Linked DNA regions of Zea mays: region 1 is linked to region 2. The links are chromatin contacts, called in public Hi-C maps. All regions are on one chromosome and are shown on one strand. Each heading gives the region's core, a stretch centred on a gene start, on an enhancer-like site or on the middle of the called end of the contact. The rest is flanking DNA. Distances are from core to core; before and after follow the strand shown. Region 1 has its middle 13 kb from the start of LOC103653916. Region 2 holds the start of LOC542709 (MADS box protein).

Region 1 (3,632 bases), core at 359-2,858, 140 kb after region 2:
GACGATGCTGTAACCGGAGAGCGCGGTGACCGCGGCGCCGAAGAGGGTGAGGTTGGAGAGCGCGTCGAGAGAGGCCGGGATGGGGCCTGACAGCGCCGGGTTGCCGCCGACGCGGAACTGCTGGAGCGCGGCGAGCGCGCGCAGCGAGGCCGGTATGGTGCCGTTGAGGAGGTTGTCATGGACGCAGAGCACCTGGAGCGCGGAGAGGTTGGCGAGCGAGCGCGGGATGCCGCCGGTGAGACGGTTGGAGTTGAGGAGCAGGAACTAGAGCCCCGAGAGCGCGCCGAGCCCGTCGGGGATGTCGCCGGTGAGCGCGTTGGAGGAGAGGTCGAGGACCCGCAGCGCGGAGAGCGACGCGTACGAGGGCGGGATGGCACCGGAGACGTTGCAGGCGGAGAGGTTGAGCAGCTGCAGCGAGGAGAGCGTGGCGAGCGGCGGCGGCAGCGAGGACAGGTTGAGGAAGGTGTCGGGCAGCGAGAGAGACACCACCCAGCTCTGCGGCGAGCACGTGACCCCCTGCCACGAGAACGGCGTCGCGACCCTGGGGTCGGCCGAGCAGCGGAGCGAGGCGGCGCGGAGCAGCAGCAGCGTGGCGGCCGCCGCGGCCAGCTCCGCCATCTCGGCCTTCTCCCGCCGCCCCTTGGCCGCCCGCCGCAACAGGCGCTTCACCGGCGAGCCTGGCAGCATTGCCGCCGCCTGCCTGGTGCCTCAGCGCGCGGGGCTGGCCGCGCGTATCTCCCAGCCGAGCTCCTGCTTCCAGCCGTGGTCCTCAGCGCGCGAGGCTCCCTCCTCGGCCTCTGCTCCTCCCGCGCCCGCGCCCGCTTCCCATCGCCGCTCTCTTCCCCAGCGCGTCTTCTTCCCCAGCCGCGCCCTGCCCTCTGTTCTGCTCTGCTCGCCGTGTTCTGCTCTGCTCGCCGCGCCCTGAACCTTGCTCCAGCTCGCCGGCTGGATCTCCCTGGTGTCGCGCCCCTGCTCTGCTCATCTTCCTCGCGCGCGCCTCCTCCCCATGGCCGGCAGCAGGCAGGCAGCTCCTAGCAGACTGCTTGCGTCTTGGCTTACCACTCTCGAGGGTGATCTCCTGCTCGTCACGGTTGCAGCGGCTAAGAGACGGCGGCGCGCGCTCTGGGGAGTACTCTGGCCAGGGGTAGATTAGTACGAAAGGTACACAACATGTATCAAGAGCAACAAAACAGACGTTAATGGAGCACGGGAGATTAATTGTTCCAATCTGGCGTGACTTTGAGCTCCATAATACCAAATTGGCGAAGTATAGCTGCGGAGTAATAAACTGGTGAAGCCGCGCGACGAGATTGTTACAATCTCAAATAACTCGCAATCGTTGCCCCTTAGTGCTTATGTTGCGTTCCGATCTGACGAACTACTAATCCGTAAGCCCTGCTCGTGATGAGCCACTCCAACCCCCGTCGGCACGACAGATTCACGTGTAGCCACCCACACTAATCGCATGGCACGCACGTACTGTAGGTACCCTAGCAAAGACAAATTATTCGGCAAGCCGTCGGCCGTCACGATGGGGCGCACCGCGCACACGTCTCCAGTGGCGCGCGCGGGCACGTCGCTAGGCGGTCCCTTTTGGCGGCGTCTCATGCGAGAAGGCTGCGCACAGGCGGCGTCAGCCATAACTCCGTTTCGGCCCGTCGAACGCGTAGTTGGAGTCTGCCCGTTCGTGTCGGAAACCAAATTGGGCCCTCTCGAATCTCCGGCTGGCATGGCAATGAATTCCAGAAAAGAGTTTGGCAGCCGCGCGCTGCGCCCATGGAATGGAAGACCGGCAAGAGAGTAGCGATCTGCAATCAATGAGCCTTGATACGGTTATTGACAGGAGCATGAGCACGTCTGTACCCGGAAATTCTCCTCCCGTCCCTCCCCTACACGGCTACGCGTTGATGAATGAATAAACCACAAAAAGTAAGAGTCTTGGCGTTCTAAACCGTAAAATATAGTGTTTCATATATTTTAGACCATCAGCTACTTTTGGGTCCAGTCTGTTATTTACTTTTTGCTCCAATCTGACTCATGCCTGTTAATACCAAAAATTGGCAACAGTACAGCAACCATAACTAAGATGTAAATAACATGTAAATGCAATATCATATAACAATATTGTGCAATAGAGAAGAACAAGCTAACCTAGGAATTCATAGTAAAAATCTTATCTTAAGAGCAAAGGGCCGGGTGAATGAATTCTGTAAGACAACAGTGGATTAGGTTCAGGATTTTGTAATTATAATCTTCTTTAAGAGAAGGAAAATTGTAGTCTCAAATGGGATAGTCCAGGCGTAAAAACATTTTCATTGCTGGGAAGTGGGAATTACACTCAGAAATGAAGATGAGAAGGCCGAAGGGAAATGGTTGTTTTTGATAATTGCCTTTATAATTTCCATAATTCCTAGAGCTGTAGTTGTGTTTTTACAGTATGTTTTAATGTCCTTTATCTAATCCGATCATGAACAGATGCCGAAATTTCAAGTTAACGCTAAAAAAAGTTTCCACATTATCCTATCCAGTGTTAAGAGAGATGGGGAAGAAGGGGCAGAGCATAGAAGAAGGGGCATAGCATAGTGGCACAGCAACACAGCTACAGACTACAGTATGCAATGTGGAAAGGCAGGTGTCTGTTGAAGTGCTTTCATACCAACTGATATTATGGTTCACCTATTGATGGAACCAATCACCTTCGTTCAGCTTGCACAAAACTAGCCTGGACTTCCTTGGTGAAAACTGGACCTTTTTCCTTACGTTCACAAGAGAGGGTTCGATTCAGGACTGTATTGCAAAGTGACAACATGCCACCAATTATCTACTATCGATTTGGCTAGGTAAATTTTCAAATAAAGATGAACTCATTCAAAATTTTCAACATGGGTGCAAGGCTTGCCTGAAATCTTCCATTGGCCACATGAGCATGTTTTCCTGTCAAGATCCACTCCATGTCTCCAAGGTGTGTTGTCCCTAGTTAATCCAGATACTTCGGCCTTAAGACCACCACTTCCTGTGATTGTATATTTCAAGGATCTGCTCTTAATGTTCAGCCCACTGATAACACTAGGAAGTACTCGTCCGGTTAGCCTCGCAGCTATCTTTCGTCAGCTCCTGTTGGATCATCTCCTTCTGCATCAAAACCAAGATCCATATAGTGCTCCACCTCTTCCTCCTCTGCTCTTTTAGGACCAGCTGCTGTGAGGCCATGTTCTGGTTCCTCCGCCCACAATAAACCATTATTTTCAGCCATCACTTCAATTGGAAGCTTGTTTTGCCTATATAATATTGTCAGAAACAAATGTTGCCGTTTCTCTGGAATGGATGTGGCCAAATTGATCAAGGTTTGGTTCAGGAAAATAAGGATGTCAGTTTTTTTTTTAAAAAAAAATCCTAACAAACCAATTGACGTTAATTCTCTTGGGTATCGTTTCGGCAGAAGTGGAAGACACTGCTCACCATGCCACCACTAACTGGATGAATGATTTTGTGTCAAATGTGAGTATGCCGAACGACGTATGGACTCTATGAGACTGGTCCTAAAATTGTTTGATTGTAGCAAGGTTGTTGGTGATTAATTTAATGCCGTTGATGACTTGATGTGTGGACAACGGGACATCTAGCCACATCTC
Region 2 (3,758 bases), core at 776-3,275:
TTGTTTGAATAATGTTTTCAACTTAAATTCCTTTTTTGCATGTGCGACATTTATTCTCCGTAATATTTTTCCATGGATTTAACTTATAAGTCATTTTCATAAACCAATGCCAAAGATGAATCCATGTTTCTTACTTGGAAACCCCAAACAAACACCACTAGCACGAGGCGCTCGCGTTGGCGTCGCTCATCGACGACGAGAAGAAACTTGGCGACTGCCAGTTCGACCTATAGAAGCAGTCCTACGTGCCCCATGCGCCGCTGTGTACGGTAAGCTCCGGCGCAGCCGCCGCTTGGACGCGGTCCAGAGCGGTTGCACCGCGCTGTCCATTGTCAAACATGGGGACCTCATGGTCGTCGCCAATGCCGACGACTCTCGGGTTGTTCTGGGCACCGCAACCGACAAAGACGCCATCACGCCGTCCAGCTCATCATCCACCTGAAGCCCAACCTGCCACGTAAGTTGCTACTGATCGGCCATGAATTCTTGTGCACTGGGATGACGGCCATTGTTGCTATTGTGTGAGCGTTCTCGAACAAGATGTATGTAGAGGAGTAGCATATCCGGTGGTGCAACGACCAGGTGTACTACCTCGCTGATGAGCCCGGAGTGCACTTCATTTGGCAGCCCAGCCAACAGTCATCGGTACTCACCATGTCGCGTGCGTTCGACGACTACTATATCAAGGATTGTGACGTCATCTCGGCGCCGGAGGTGAGCAGAGGAGGACCGACAACAATGACCACTCACCATCGTCGGGGTAGCTTTTGTGTTGGCCTGTCTTTAATTCTCTTCGCAAACACACACTTGTATTTTTTTTGTTTAAGCAAGCGTGTATGGCGGTGCGTGCCTGATGACTAACGATGTACGACGGAACTTCTATCGGCAGGTGTGGTACGTGCTCTCTAATGATGAGACCATGCAAATTATGACATATATCGAAGTCTGTATGATACTGATGGTTGCAATGTAGTAGTGAAACAACTAAATTAAAATAACAAAATTTATGTATGGCTAGGATCACAAATGGATTATGAAATATTTTCTTATAATAATATAAGACACATTTTGTATATAAGTTATCATAGTATTATATGTTCCCGTTGCAACGCACGGGTACTATACATGAGGAGTGGGTTGATTCCACTAAAATTGATGGAATGAACTTATTATGCATCAACTCATAAAGCATAGAGTGATTCCACAAACCAAACACACCATTAGTTTATTGACCAACCTCAGTTCTTTGATATATAAAAGTTGTTTGATCCGTGTGCAACAAATAGTTTTTCAGGAATTTGGGACGTACCCCATCTCTTAAATGTCTAGACTGATTGGACATATTAATCTAATTTTAGTAGCTAAGTATTAGCTCTCAAACACCTCCTGGGAATGCTGCCCTAAAAATGGAATATCGGTACGTCGGATCGGAGAAAGGTTGGGGTATCGTGGTCCAAAGCATGCGAAAGCAACGGCGCAGGGCTGGAAACCTGAGACCAGGTGAGGTGCACGACGACATGCATATGGTTTGGGTTAGGCCTAGGAGCTGGTTCTCTCTCCATGCATGGTCAGCTCGCCGCTTTTGCCGCCTTCGTGTATGGCTTGCCCCATGCCATGCATCGCGCCGTGTACACTTGTGGCGTAGGGGCGGGGCCGCCGCATCGGAGCGCCCCCGTTTCGGCACGGTCCTCCCAGTTTTAGGGTAAACCCAGCTAGGGTAGTGGGGGTAACTGGCCAGCGCCACTCCAAATCTACCCTCCTTCAATTTAAAGCTGAGAAATACTGTAGTATATACTAGAGTAGAGCGAGAGAAGGGAGATGTGGATAGATGGGTGGATGGGGACGCGTGAAAAAGATGCGAGAGAGAAGAGACGACCGGACAGGCAGCCACACACAGTAACAGTAGTGAACCCTGCCCCTTTTCCCGGTCTCTCCACTGATATTCCGCTCCTGTCCCTGTCCTCCCCGGACGGAGCTAATAGAGCCGGCTCTGCTCATCATTATATCGTCGCGCACAAATGCGAAGCCTAGCAGCACTTGTGTCCGGCGGCCTTGTGTTCGTGGGGGATGTGTGGCATATTAGCTAGCTGATAAGCGGCCGGCCGAAGAGCAAGCGCAGTGAGAAGAAGAAGCTCGGATCGGAGGAGGTCGGCATGGGGAGGGGACGCGTCGAGCTGAAGCGGATCGAGAACAAGATCAACCGCCAGGTCACCTTCTCCAAGCGCCGCAACGGCCTGCTCAAGAAGGCCTACGAGCTCTCCGTGCTCTGCGACGCCGAGGTCGCGCTCATCATCTTCTCCGGCCGCGGCAAGCTCTACGAGTTCGGCAGCGCCGGGTAGGCGATCCATCCATCCATCCACACATGCACAGCGGCCTGCGGGCCGCGGTGCCACTAAATTGCTTTTAATTCTTAGTCTCTGCAAGCAGATCTGCTAGGTTTTTTTGGCAGCAAGGAAGGAATTAAGGAAAGCACGTAGCCGAGCGGTGGTGTGGTATTTTATTCCTGCTATCTGCGTGTGTATCTGCGCGCGCGTAGGGGCATGGGCATGGCAATGGCATGGCGGTGTTCATACAATAAAAAAGCAGGCGGGTGGATCCCGAGTTCCCGACATCCTTTCAGCGGATCTACGAGCCCTACGCTCTGCCTCTTTTTCTTCCAGCTTCTCCGGGCACTTGAAGGAGTTGCCCACCCACGCACGCACACACACGGTACACCCCTTTCCTCCATCTTCTCCGGGTATCTGGAGTGGCCATCTTTCGTGTGTGTCGTCGTTGGAGCATGCGCGTGTCAGAGAAACGCCGGCCGGTTTGATTGCTGAGCTAATAGGGGAATCGTCGTCGTCGGGGTGGAAGAGGGTACGTAGAGTGGGTGTTAATAACACCGTACCGATGTGGTCCTCCGAGAGGGGAAAGGGTGGTATGTTCTTTCCGTTTTGATCCAGCTCCTGCTTATATGAAAACCCTGCTGACCGCTTGTCTTGGCACTTGTTGTTGCTCAACTGGGCCTCTGGCCACGCCTCCATCTTATTTCCAGATCTCTATCTCTCTTGCTCGATTGCTCCGCTTGTTGCTTCTTTCTTTTTTCTCTTTCACGATTTCATGCCCCTTTGCTCGGCAATACGAATTTAGATTTTTCATTACGTTTTCTCTCCATACAAGATCGATTTAGATCTGCTTGAGATTTTCAGGAGGGCCTCAGCACATTTTAAGTGGAAAGCTCAAAGCATGATGAAAATCTTTCTGTTTCACGCACCCGTACTATTTCTGCTTTGGTATTTTTGTCTTTGTTCTCATTTTATGCGTCTGCATCAGTACTATACTCAACCATGAGTGGTCGCTCTTTCGCCTTTATTGATAGTATGTTGCTCTTGCCCGCACTTGTTGGTTCATGTATTTCACACTTCTTGCTTTGTCTTCCTCTGCTGCTTAAAGATCCTAACGTACCTATTTGTTCACGTGACTGGATCCAGACTAATAAAACTAAACGAAGTTATTTCTTTCTTATTTTTGTACTTCCAAAAAAAATTCCAATTCTTTTGTAACTTGAATTATGAAAACGATACCTTTCGTTGAATATCGTATATTGTGTGTCTTTAATTTGTGTCATGGATGTATGGATCTATTTTATGATTGGAAGTATATAGGGAGTATTGTTTTGTAGTAGGAAAATGGCCTAATCGCCTCGAATTTAAATCCTCTGAGTTTATTTCTGGAAAAAATATTTTAGTTTAACGAGAAGAAAGTGCTAAATTATTCAC

Evidence for each region. A called contact is a pair of places that touch in the nucleus more often than the background predicts.
Region 1: a contact with region 2 is called in a Hi-C map of leaf, with 7 times the contacts expected there. The contact joins the enhancer-like site here to the promoter of LOC542709 in region 2. A contact is called at or near these places in 4 of 25 Hi-C or Micro-C datasets (ear, leaf and tassel).

What each region holds. Positions count from the first base shown.
Region 1 is chr4:161,536,468-161,540,099 of Zm-B73-REFERENCE-NAM-5.0, forward strand. No RefSeq gene overlaps it. Among protein-coding and RNA genes, the nearest start is that of LOC103653916, 13 kb to the right of the region's middle. Within about 2 kb of position 1,609, at least 18 of the 20 cell types and tissues checked have an H3K27ac peak or open chromatin away from gene starts, as enhancers often do. A contact at or near this core is called in ear, leaf and tassel, where this site is marked.
Region 2 is chr4:161,395,227-161,398,984 of Zm-B73-REFERENCE-NAM-5.0, forward strand. It overlaps LOC542709 (MADS box protein), which reads left to right and starts at 2,026. Exons shown (of 8, transcript NM_001112222.2): 1 at 2,026-2,335. The coding sequence starts at 2,154.